2 separate regions of the Sus scrofa genome follow, and region 2 is linked to region 1. A link is a contact called in public HiChIP or PLAC-seq data. All regions are on one chromosome and are shown on one strand. Each heading gives the region's core, a stretch centred on a gene start, on an enhancer-like site or on the middle of the called end of the contact. The rest is flanking DNA. Distances are from core to core; before and after follow the strand shown.

What was found. HiChIP or PLAC-seq counts read pairs in DNA pulled down with a chosen protein or histone mark.
Region 2: a contact with region 1 is called in an H3K27ac HiChIP or PLAC-seq map of alveolar macrophages. The contact joins the promoter of CREB1 here to the promoter of INO80D in region 1. A contact is called at or near these places in 1 of 5 promoter capture datasets (liver) and 2 of 2 datasets of contacts at active chromatin or transcription factors (alveolar macrophages and skeletal muscle).

Annotation. Positions count from the first base shown.
Region 1 is chr15:109,373,550-109,379,714 of Sscrofa11.1, reverse strand. INO80D (INO80 complex subunit D) reads left to right here and starts at 3,101. Exons shown (of 11, transcript XM_021076040.1): 1 at 3,101-3,492. It overlaps LOC110257148 (a long non-coding RNA gene), which reads right to left and starts at 4,131. Exons shown (of 2, transcript XR_002339396.1): 1 at 4,071-4,131; 2 at 2,133-3,434.
Region 2 is chr15:110,703,156-110,709,320 of Sscrofa11.1, reverse strand. CREB1 (cyclic AMP-responsive element-binding protein 1) reads right to left here and starts at 3,773. Exons shown (of 9, transcript XR_002339130.1): 1 at 3,545-3,773. It overlaps LOC102167165, which reads left to right and starts at 3,297. Exons shown (of 3, transcript XM_021074736.1): 1 at 3,297-3,495; 2 at 3,557-3,910. The coding sequence starts at 3,297.

The DNA.
Region 1 (6,165 bases), core at 1,852-4,351:
ATCTAGTATAGTAAACACGCATAAATCTTTCACTTTAAATCCACACAACCTGTGAATGAGCTCTTTTAAGGATATAGGTGTTATTTTCTTAATAAAAATATTAAGTGTTCACATGAGGTGGCTAATTTTTACAAAATTAAAATCATTAATACCAAAAGACAGACTGATTAAAGCTTCTAATAAGAGTAAAAATATTAAGCAAGTGTATCCTATTTCAACTAAAGACCAAACAAGCTACTTGAGAAATAAAGGCGTAATAACAGAATAAATAAAAGACAGTACTGCCTTTCAATGGACAAAAAAATATAACTATATACATATATATTTGCATTCCTCAAAACAACGGAGAGAGTAAGGGAGTTGGCAAGGTGAAACAAGCCACGGGTTGCCACTAATGAATGAAGGGGGTGCCAACTGCTGGCTACTCAAAGTTTGTTTCTGGCAAAGAGTAAACGGCAGGAACTTAACATTTCCAGACAGACAGTATAAAGCTAAGCTAGCCACTTCATAAACTATAGAGCAAAAGGATTTGGAATCATATTGGGAAGCTTTAGGGCCAAGAAGCTCTGCACTCCTTGAAAGTGAAGACAATTATCCCAACTGCTTTTTTTTTCCCTTGGTCTTTTTAGGGCCGCACTGGTGGCATACGGACGGACATTCCCAAGCTAGGGGTGGAATTTGAGCTGTAGCCGATGGCCCATACCACAGCAACGTGGAACCCAAGATGCGTCTGCTACCTACACCACAGCTCATGGCAACGCTGGATCCTTAACCCACTGAGCCAGGCCCGGGATCGAACCTTCGTCTTCATGGATACTAGTCAGATTCGTTTCCGCTGAGCCATGACGGGAACTCCCCAACTGTTTTTAAAAGAGGAAAAAAGGGGAAAGAGGGAACAAGGAAGGAAAGAAAAATAACAGTTTTTGGGGCTCTTGAGGGAGTCAAAGGAGAGCACATACGTGAAAGTGTCTAGCAAGGTTACCGAGATGTATTAGGTGCTCAGTCTTGGCCAAATTTGAGCATTGGGAATTTTATTGGCCAAAATAGGGTTATTTAAGGTTAATGATGTCAGTTTTGTTAGCACCTGTAGTTTCTAGGAATTAGAGACTTAACACCTGAAATGAGTTCAATTGTCAATCGAAATAAACACTGACCAATAAAATTCACCAATATTGCAACCATAGCAGGATTCCTTTCTGGTTTGGGTTGTAACTCCCCAAGTCTGGGCTACCTAGCTCAGCTGGTGGATAAACATCATGGATTACAGCCCAGAAAAAGTCAAGCTTCATAAAGGGAAAGACATTGAAATGTTAAGATTATGCACCATAACCCTCTCCCCAGACAGACATCATACCAACAAGCTTGCTGGTCACAAGAGGGATTGCATAAAAAGGTGCAGTCAGCTTAAAGCAAATACATCTTAATTTCTTGAAAAATTCAAAGCATATCTATAAAGTCACATCACATACAAGGAACAGGTTGTTCAAAACATGTTTTTCAAGTCTACTAAATTTCTTCATCGAGGGAACGGATTTCCTTGTCATGATCAAGGTGACCGATTTCAGAAAGTTGTAAGGGAAAGAAAATCAGGACTATTCAGGTACTGTATTCAAAATTAAATGATAAAGATGGGGGTCGGCATGAAATTAATAAAAATCTGTTATACGCATTATCTGAACTCACTTTACGGGAATTTCTAAATTTGGATGCTCAAAAAATAAGCATTTTTTTAAAAAATGAGTCAGCAGTTATTTCTAAATGCTTTGTAATAAATTTTAAATGAAAATTAAATATTCAACTTATTCAAGGCACTAATATTACAAATTCATTCCTCCTATGTTAGCCAACATGGGTCAGAAAAATAACTTTTAGTACAAGAATCAATTCATCTTTCCCTGTAGAACATACAAAAAACCTTTTGTTCATTTTCTAGTACTCTTCTCTTTCTTTATGAAAATAGCAAAATATCTCTGAAATTTATTCTCCTCCAATAAGAGTTTTATGGGAATTGTTGCAAGTGGGCAGCATCCTATTCTCCCTTACCTCTGGGTTACCTCAGCATTGGGTAACTTTGATCCCATCTGTCTACAAAGCTTTGCTCATTAAAAAAAAAAAAAAATAGATCCATGACATTCATTGCAAAATATTAAAAGTATTTTATACAGTTTGACAGCACACTGGAAGTTCTGAACATGTCAACTCTTAACAAAAATGTAACAAAAATTGACATATTTCTCAAAAAGTGGACAGCAATATGTGTAATGCACCAAAGATCTGAACCTTAAAGGAACAAAATAAAAAAAAAATTAAATGCCTGGTATAATTCTAAATAAGCAATTTTTCTTTAAGAAAATCTAATGCTGTCTTTAAAATCTATTTCCAGTTTTACAGTAACCTTTCTTCATGGGCAGAACATAACAGCATTAGGATTTTTTCCAGAAACGTGGTCAGTTATACTTAAGTTGTATTTAACCCCCCAGTGATCTCTGCCTTAATTTGCACTGTGAAAAATAAACTGCTCTATCTTGCCTTTCTGGATTGTCAATAGGTTTTATTTACATTGCTTTGAGAAAAGGAGACAAAAGACATCCTTTTACAATTGTCTTCCAGCAATCTCAGTTTGGAGAAGGCTATATAACACAAATTCTTATATATAATATAAGGAGACATAAATATTTTCTATACACAAATGTGTAAGTAGGCAAAGATAAAGTGGCTATGAAGTCTCTTAAAGTCCAAATTTATAAACTGACCACCAGACCCAGAACTTAGATCTGTAATGAAAAAAAAAATCATTATCAGCCTGAAAAAAAAATGTCATATCCCACTGTCACTAACATGGAAAAAATTAAATAGAAAATAGAAAATAATAATCACCGGAAAACCTGTGTCTTGTAAAGATTTCTTTCCATCAGAAGATGCAGAAACATTTTTCCCCCTGGTGCAAATGCAAACGTTTCTCAAGCACCCCCAGTTTCTTGCCCGCTTTTTTCCCCCAGGCGCCGGTGTAGACGGCCGGTGTGGACCTTTTTCCAGAGATGAGAGGTAGAAATTTGTACTTTATCGGGAGCGGGTGCACTTTTCCCCCCGGCCCCCCTTTCCTCTGCCTCCAAGATGGTAGGAAAGTTGTCGTTTCGGAGGGCAGAGGAGCTGCTCTCTGGTGTTATGTCCTCGCAGTGCCTGTAGTGGTGCTGTAGGAGGCTGCTGCCTCTTCTTGTGCAGCCCCGGCAGCCCTGCCTTCTTGGCTGGAGAGTATATTCAGGGATTTCCCCTTAATAATCACCGACCCTGGGAGCACTTTTTAGTTTCCAAAATAAAAATATGATCCTCACCCCTCTTGCTTGACAGGGAAAGGCTCTCGCCGGAGCCCAGGGGGGAGCAGTAGCAGCGGCAGCCGAGCTTCCTAGTCCATTGCCAGCGCCTCTCACTCTGATCTGTCAGCCCAGCCGAGGGAAAAGGGGGGAAGGAGAAAAAAAAAAAAGCAGCTGAAAGGTAAGCAGAGGCGGCCCCAGGCCCGGCCCACATCCCCGGGCTCCCGTAGGGCGGCGGGCTGGGCCGCGCTGGCAGGGCGGGCGGCGAGCGCGCTTACGTGAGGCCGGGGATTCGCCGGCCCGCGCCAGGCCCCGGGCAGAGAATGAAAGGGTGAGAGGGGCCAGCGCCGGGGTGTCGGGGGCTCAGGGCCCGGGGACCTGGGGGGCGCCCACGGGCAGCGACGGCCGGCGGCCGGGCGGGGGTCCAGCTGGGACCGGAGCGGGGCGAACGGCGCGGCCTGCGCGGGCCGGGATGGGGGTGTGGGGCGGGGGGGGGGGGCGCCGGCTAGGCCTCGGGCCGGCGGGCCTCTCGGGGGCCGCGCCCTGCCCCCGCAACCCGGGCCTCCCCGCGCCCTTCGGCTCCCCCGGGGCCTCCGGGCGGGACGGCGGCGCTGCTGGGCCGAAGCCTGCGCGGGCCCCCGGGAGGCTCCCCCGCGGGGCGGCAGGCCCGGGCGGCCGGGACAGGGGCGTCAGGGCCTAGGAGTGGGGAATGGGCGCTCAGTCGCCCCCTCCCCCGGGTCTCTCGCCGACGCCCCCCACCCCCGATTCCGGTAATAGTTGAATTTATTTCTCTCCCTCCTCTGCGCTCCGGGCGGCCAGGCCGGGGCGGGGCGGGCGGCCTGGCGGGCGTGGGGTGGGGTGGAGGGGCGGTGAGGAGTCAGGTGCAGCCGCGGCCCGGAAAGTTTCCTTTTAGGCCCGAATTGGGGGCTGGCCTCCTTTCGGGGAGCCCGGGTCCTAGCGCTCGCGACCCCCGAGGGCGTGGGGGAGAGCACTCGGCTATTTTGAAACTCTTTGCCAGTTCCCGTCCGTGGAAGGTACTCCGCCCCTGCACCCCTCGCCCGCGCCCCACCCCGCTCCCCCGGCGAGCCCTTCCAGGGCTGCGAACTCCAGCCCGGTCCCCGGGAGCCCCCCGGCTGGGGAGAGGGCCCTCTCTGCCCGTTTGCAAAAGTTTTCCAGGGATTTGTCTTAGTCTATTAGTTAGTGACTGGGCTTTTTGCAGTGGGAAGGGAGGAGGTAAATTCAGGTGGTATTTCTACTGGGCAGGCTTTCCTAATCGCTTTTTCAGCCCTTACCCGGGAAAGCGGGGGGGTGTTAATTTCAGATTTCGCACCCACCCTTCTTTCATCCCGGAATCCTTTGGGTCTTGGGCCCCCTTTTTTGGACAGCCCTGCGGGGGGAAAGATGTAGGGAGCGGCGAAGAGACTGTCAGTGAGAGGGGGCTGAAGCAGCCCCCAGATGGAGGAGTTTCCTGTGCTATTTGGTCACTGTCCGGGAAAACAAACACGGGGACAGGAGCCAAAGGGGGAGACCCTGGCTGTCAGGACGGACCCTGCTGGGAAGCAGTAAGAATGGGGGAGGAGAGGAGGTGGGCAGGGCAGCTCCTGAAACGAGGTCTACAGTTTAAAGATGAGTCGTTTATTTATTCTGATGATAACTATTTGGATTTTTGCAATACTGTTATGTTCGACCCTCGAAATAGAAAAAATGGGGATTTTAAGGAAACTTGTTATTGCCACAGCTCAGAAGGGTCTGTGGAAGAGCCCTCGGGGAACTGAACATAGCTGACACAGTGTGGTTTGGGTATGGTTTTTGTTTTTTTTCCTCTATGTTTAAACGGATTTAGCTATATTTTGGTGGCATGAGTTTTGAAAGTTAAAAAAAAAAAAATGTCGAAAGCTGAAATTTCCACATCTAGATTTCCTGCTTTTCGGGGATGGGATGTTTCCTGTGGCTATACACTTAACCTCCTGGGGTTCTTTAGTGTGGAAGTCGAGATGTTAATGTGCCCTGCCCCCTACTCCCAGCCCCCAGCCTGGGCAGGTTTGCAGAGGTTACTTTGACTCTTTCATTTGTTCTTTTCTTCCCTGCGCTTTTTAGCGGACCTAGGGCAGGAGCTTGTGTGTGGGTATGTGGGTCCTGCCTGGTGCAGCCTGGAGTTCGCTGGTAAAGGTGTTCCACATTCTGACCACTCAGCCCCCAGAGCACTATTTCCCAGGGAGAAGCTGGCACTTGCAGAGCAATGGGTAACCCATGACTTGGTCAGTGCTCACTTCTGTTGGTGTGGAAGCAAGATTCCTTCTGTAATCCTTATTAAGTGTTGTGTTTTCCTTTTGTCTGCCTAAAATAAAACTCCTTCTGTTTCTCCACAGTGACAGCTACCCAGCCATTTAGCATTTTACTTAAGAAAAGCGTGATATTTGAGATTGTATGGGTTTCATACAGCAATGCAAATTACATTTAATGGTGGTTTAACATTATTGATTAATTGAAATTGCTTATTGATTTGGGTGTATTCATATACTGGTGTACCCAAAATTGTTATTTCTGTTACAGCTTGCCTTTATTTTTAGAGCATATTGGATAGACGAAATCACTCTATGAGTCTCTTAGGACTTTATAAATTTTTAAAAAGTTTTTTGCCTCATAATTTGATATTTTTAAGCTAATTCGGTCAGTTTCACATTGCTAAGCTTTCAAAAACTATATATGTACAAATCCCAAAGTTCTGTACAAACCCCCCTCCCCCACTTTCCTAATCTAATCACCCATGGGCCACTTTATTCTTGAAGGAATGGTGCATTTGATCATCTAAACAGTTACATTGTATTTGAAACTAAAAAGGCTTTCAGGGCAA
Region 2 (6,165 bases), core at 2,524-5,023, 1.3 Mb before region 1:
AACACTTGGATGACTGGGGGGTGGGGGTAAAACCCAGGACTTTTTGCCCGTTTATATTTTACATTTTGAATTACGGAGAATCTGAATGAACTTACTAAAAAATAAAATTGGAAATATAAAAACATAATGCTCCTTTCTTCCATCTTCATCAAGTGTGATTTCTTTTCTTTGACTGCTTATATATTCTGCCTTATTAGTTATTATGTCCCCCAAAGTTCCTTGAGGGTAGAAACACAACAGTGTAGTTCATCTTTGGATTCACTGCAGTTTCTGGCCCATTTGTTGAGCACTTGAACCAGGCATTTAATATGTTTCCACTTATATTTAATTCCCACATTTGTATGAGACAGATACTATACACTTACAACCAAGGAACCTCAGGTATGGAGAAGAAACTTGCCCAAGCTTCCACAGCTAGGAAGTTAAAGCTTAAAAATGAATAGCTGTCATTAACTGAATCCCCAAGGAAGTCCTATAATTCTCTCTCAATCCTACAAAGTAGCTGGTATTATTCTAATTTAACAGATAAGGAAACTAAGGCTGAGAGGGGTCCAGACCTCCGGTAAGTCCCAAAATTCCTTGAGTGTAGGCACAAAATAGCAGAGGCCTAGCAGGATTCAAACCCAGGCCTGTGATTCCAAACCCAATACTCTTTCCATTAACTACATTCTCTGTCACAGTAAGTGCTAACAAATTGTGTCACAAGTGATAATGCAAAAATGAGTATACAGGAGTAAGATTCTTTCATTTTTTTCCATTCCCTATCTACTATATCCTTAAATTCAGATTTGGGCTCTAACTCAATAAAGGAGAGGTCACTGGAAGTGACACTATACACAAGAAAGATATGCTTACAAGATTAGGTCTCAGGGTGGCTATAAACAAGTCTATTTAACTACACCTGGTAAGATATTTATAGAATAAATGAAATTATAAATTTCAGTGATACATTTTAAGCATTAGATTACAAGTAAATCATTTTTTTCTACTGTGTAAAAAAGGTAGAAAGATTTTTCAAATGAAGTAAAGTGGGGGATATATATTTGGTTTTACTATTACCAAAACAAAATTCAATATCTAAGATTGAAAGACAAAATAAAGCTACTTCTCTATGAAGAAACATTTTCTATTAATCAGATCTAATCAATAATATAAATTTCAGAAAGGAGAAAAAGGAAGGTGCTATTTTATGAATCAGGTTTCTAAGTTTCCTTAGGTCCTTATGCGGCGGAAAAAAAATTCAAAAGGGGTAACACTGAAATTTTAAATTTCATAAGAAGTGTCCCTTTAACATTTTTCAATCTGTGTCAGACTCAATGCTTTTCTAAATATGTCCATTAAAAAGAAAGAAAAAAGGTTTAAGCAGATTTAACTGTAATTTTTGCTAGCCCCTGGAAGGGAACAAAAGTACAACTTAGTACCAAGCTACAAATGAATATTCAAATATTAAAGAATACACAAGTTTGAATCTAACCTGAGATTGCTAAGAATTACAGATTATGAATTTATAAATAAAATTTAAAAGATCTTTTGGATAAGACTGAAGAAAAAAGCCCATCGGAAAACATTTTTTAAAACTTTCACAAAATCAGAGTCATTGTCTCTCTAAAGGGAAAAAAATTCTTCCCAAGTTATGCGGATTTGCAGAAAAATTCTTAAGGAAAACCAGTAATCTACAGTATCATCAATCCTATAATTTCCTCAGTGTTTGGAAATAAAACATCTTTCCAATCCTATGGGAAAACTCTTTATTATATCTTCTTAATCAAGTTTCTTGGCAATGACAAAATGTTAATGTGGTTTTTTAAAGACTTGCAATACAGCAAGGCAGGTTTTGCAAAAGTGACTTGGATAGAGAAAATCAGAAGACAGTGCTTCTACTAACAATATTTATTCCTAACAAGAAACCTTGTATCAATCACAATTCTATCACACTGTGACAGATATTTTGAAAACAAATCCGAGCTCGTCTTTTGTACCACCTAAAATAACCATTTTGGCTTTACTTTCAAATTAGGAAATGAGTGTAAAAGATTTCAATAGCTGGCGACGAAAAGCATCTTTTATACTTAACTTTAAGAAGGCAGAAATGAAGCAAGCTAAGGCTAGCACGAAATTCTAACTTCTCAAGAAGGGAAGTAAGACAAACTTAAATAGGTCATATCTCTGGTCCTTTAAAAATTGTCTTTTAATCTTTGATGTGTCAATGACTTTTCTGCTGTCCCTTTTCCCTAACAGGCAAAGAAAAAATAAATCTTGTGGTTTAAATTATTGTCGGTCTGAGGCTGGGGTTACCTAGTACAGGAGACAGATAATGGATACTTTTAGATACCTATTTTTAGAATTAGTATTAACCAATCTCTTATTTGCGTGAGAAACACGGTAGGGGTTCGAGGGTAGATCTTGAAGACCCAACGCCAAAGGCACGTCAGGCCAAAAAAAAAAAAAAAAAAGTGATGTAAAACAAAAGTACATCGCCTAATATTCGTTTCAACGAAGTGTTTCAGAATGATAGCTCTCAAGTGAGCATTAACCTTATTGAAAAGGGTTAAAACCGAAACTTGTTCTCAAACATCAGCTTCCCTTTTACAAGATCCCAACAGTTTTTAAAAAGTTATTACAAATATGTTTTTCTTAGCACCCCCTTCCTCCCCCAAAGAATGCATTTCCATGACTACTAACTTAAAAAAAAAAAAAAGAGGGTGAGCAAAGAGTCAAAAATTATCTTAAAAAGCGCGAGTTCTCATCGCCTCATCTAAGCAGAAAAGCACAGAAAACAGCATTTTCCCAGTGGGGTGGGAGCCGAGGGAAAAGGCGTGAATAAAATACAGTACGAGAGGAAACCTTGGGTTTCGAACTTTATTGCACAAAGAGAGTGGAGAGGAGAGTAGGTCAGACGCAGCAGCGCTTCCCCTCGCGAAGCGGGCATGGCAGACACGGAGGCGACCAGGAAGGCAGGCACCTTCACCTCCTCTGCCCTCAACTGTCGCCTTCTTCCTCCTCCACCCCCCGCGGGCACCCCGGCGCGCTGCCCCGGCGGACAGCGGGCCGGGTCAGGCTGGGCCGGGGGCGAGGCGGGCGGCGGGGGCCGGCGAGCGGCGCGGTGGGCATTGCCGGGCCGGGCCGGGCCCGCGGGCGGCCTCCCCCGGGGCGACTCCGGGCTCCGGGCTCCCGGCTCCGCGCCCGGCCCGGCGGCGGCGGCGGCGGCGGCGGGAACGCGGGCGCCAGCTTTCCGCGGCCGGCCGCCCGCACACACCCCCGGCCGCCGGCTCCCACCCCGCCCGCCGCCCCCCGCCATGAGCGCCGCCGCTGGCTGCAGGCAGAGTCGCTGCCGCCCCGGCCGCCGCTGGCTCCAGTCCGCCGCCATTATTCTTTGTTCGCTGCGAGCGGCGGCGATGGTGTGGGGCTCGGGCGGAGGCTCCATCTTTACCGCGGCCCCTCCTGCGAGGGGAAGGCCCCGAGCGCGGGTGTCCGGCGCCTCCCCGTCCCCCCTCCGTCCCCCCGGCTCTCTCCGGCTCCTGCCTCCTCCTCCTGCTCCTCTTACCGGTGGTACAAGCTCCTCCGTCACTGCTTTCGTTCGCGGCCCGGATCTCGCTGGAGTTTTATTCTCTCCCCCACGTAACACACCGCGTCAAACTACACCTCCGCCGCGTCACTCACCAACACTCCGCTTCTCCCAGCCGCCCGGGCCACAGGCAGCAGCAGCCGCCGCCGACTGAGGACTCGCAGCCAGGGAGCCAGCCAGCGCCGCCCAGTGCCGAGTGCGCAGCGGCCGCGCACGGAAACAGCCGAGCTCGGCCCGGTGGAGCTCGAGCGGCCCCGCCCTCCGCTCTGGAGGCGGAACTTGCCGAAGACCTTCGGGTTCCCTCGGGCGCGGCGGAGGGGTTCCGCGGGATGAGGGAAGGAGAAGGTGGGCTGGGGCGGGCGGCAGGGTGGGGAGGAGTGGTCTACGTCTCCTCGCTGGGTATAGACGGATAAAACCGGCTGCGGAAATTTGCAGGAAGAAGTTGGGCTTGTGTGTGGCCGGGTGGGGAATTCCCGAGGGGTGTCGACGGCTTGTTGGAAACCCCCGCGCCGGCTGCCTTTCGGCGGTAAGCGGCGGGTTCTAGGGCGGCTACGGCGAGCCGGGTCTGGGCTTCGGAGCACCGCCGGCTCGGGGACTTTCAGACGCTGCCGGGACGAGGGTGACGCAGCTCCGGGTCCGCAGTCCTGCGAGGCGGGGAGGAAGGCTGCTGCGGCTCTGCGGTCGCCCCTGACCCCTGGGGCCTCGGCCGGGCGATGGGCCTCAAGGCCGCGGCGCTGACCCGGTCCTGCCCACGGGCGTCGTGGGTCCTGGTGGGGAGGGTTTTCCCTCTCTGTGGGCAGGCTGGCTGGCTCTGCTCTGAGAATCCAGTGAGAAACCTGGCGGCCGCCAGTGGGGCTATTCTGTTTCGGGGGGCAGAAGCTCTGGGACTTCGCGCGCCTGGCGGGGTTTAGCGCGGCAGCGAGGGTGGCCAGGCCCGTCGGTCACATCTTTGGCCTCCTAGCTATGACCTGCTCTGACCGAGGTTGCTCTTTAACACTCTCGGAATGTCTTCCCTTCCTCCCCGCCCCGCCCCGCACCATCCCGTGTCGCTGTCTTTTCACAACCCGTTTTCTCCGGCGCTGGTTTGCACCCGCTGCACCCTTTTCTTCGCCACCTACTCCCTCTCTAAACCGGCAGCGTGACTTCCGTTGCCGTTGCCTCGAAGCTACTGAAACTGCTCTCGCAGAGGTCACCCGAGACCATGATACTGACTTTCCATTATCCTTTTTTTTATTGAAACCGGCAGTTCTCTCCCCGGGGTTTCATGTCTGTTATAGCTCTTTCTGGCTCTTAAAGCAAACATCTTTCAGGAAGCAAGAGAGTATCCAAATCTAGGCCCCGCCCCGTACTGACTTCCTGTGAGAGTTCCCTAGCCTGGTACTCTAGAGCCCCTCCTGCACTCTCTTTGGGCTGAAGAATACTCCCCTTTCCTTGCGTTATTGTCAACCTTTCCTTCTCTATTGGCATTTCTGTCTAGTACTTGAACGAGGCTAAGTCTCTCATTTCTTTAAGATACCTCTCCTTAACTCCCTCTCCACACGCAATTGTCTCTTATCCCATGGGCGTTCTCTCATGTCCCACTCCTCTCCAGTCTAGCTTCTGTTGTTACCACACCCTTGAAGCAGCTCTGAATTTTCCCAGACAAGCGTCAGTCATCATCTTCAAGACCTCATTCTGGCATTTTTATACGATTGCCCATTCTCTCCTCCAAATGTGCTCTTCCCTCCACTCTTATAGTTTTTCCTTTTACCTCTTTTTTTTTTTTTTTTTTTTTTTTTAAACAGACAGCCTCTCCTTTAGCCACCTCCTCAATACGGCAATCCTGCTAAGCTGAGCACTCTTCTTGAGACCCACCATACGCACTTTCCTAGAGATCTCATCCTTTTCCAGTATCTTCAAATGCCCTCTGCCAAAAACTGTCCAACTCATACTCAAGCTGAGATCTTGCTCTTGAGCTGTAGATTCATGTTTCTAACTGCCTTTGCTACACTTTGATCTGGGTGACTGGGGCATGTCAGACTCAACCTGTATATCATATTCCTTCCAAACTCTCCTTCCATAGCCTTTGGATCAGTAAAGGGTATCCTATCCATCTACTCTCTTCAGAAACCTAAGAGGAGTTCCCATCGTGGTGCAGTGGTTAACGAATCCGACTAGGAACCATGAGGTTGCGGGTTCCATCCCTGGCCTTGCTCAGTGGGTTAAGGATCCGGCGTTGCCATGAGCTGTGGTGTAGATCGCAGACGCGGCTTGGATCCTGCGTTGCTGTGGCTCTGGCGTAGGCCGGTGGCTCCAATTAGACCCCTAGCCTGGGACTCTCCATATGCCGAGAGAGTGGCCCTAGAAAAGCCAAAAAAAAAAAAAAGCAAAAAACCTAAGATACCTCTGACACACATCAGAATCATTTAGACCACCTTAAAAAAATTCGATTTGTGGCTTCTCTCCATTCTTATGACCACTTTTTCGTTGCACTCAAGTCTAAGCTAAGCTACCTTTATCTCTTGCTTGGTCTTTGTAGGACCACCCAGGTCCTACAAAATTGCTCTTGGCTTATTCTAATCTATTTGCCGTACTGTAGCCAAAGCAGTATTATTAAACAG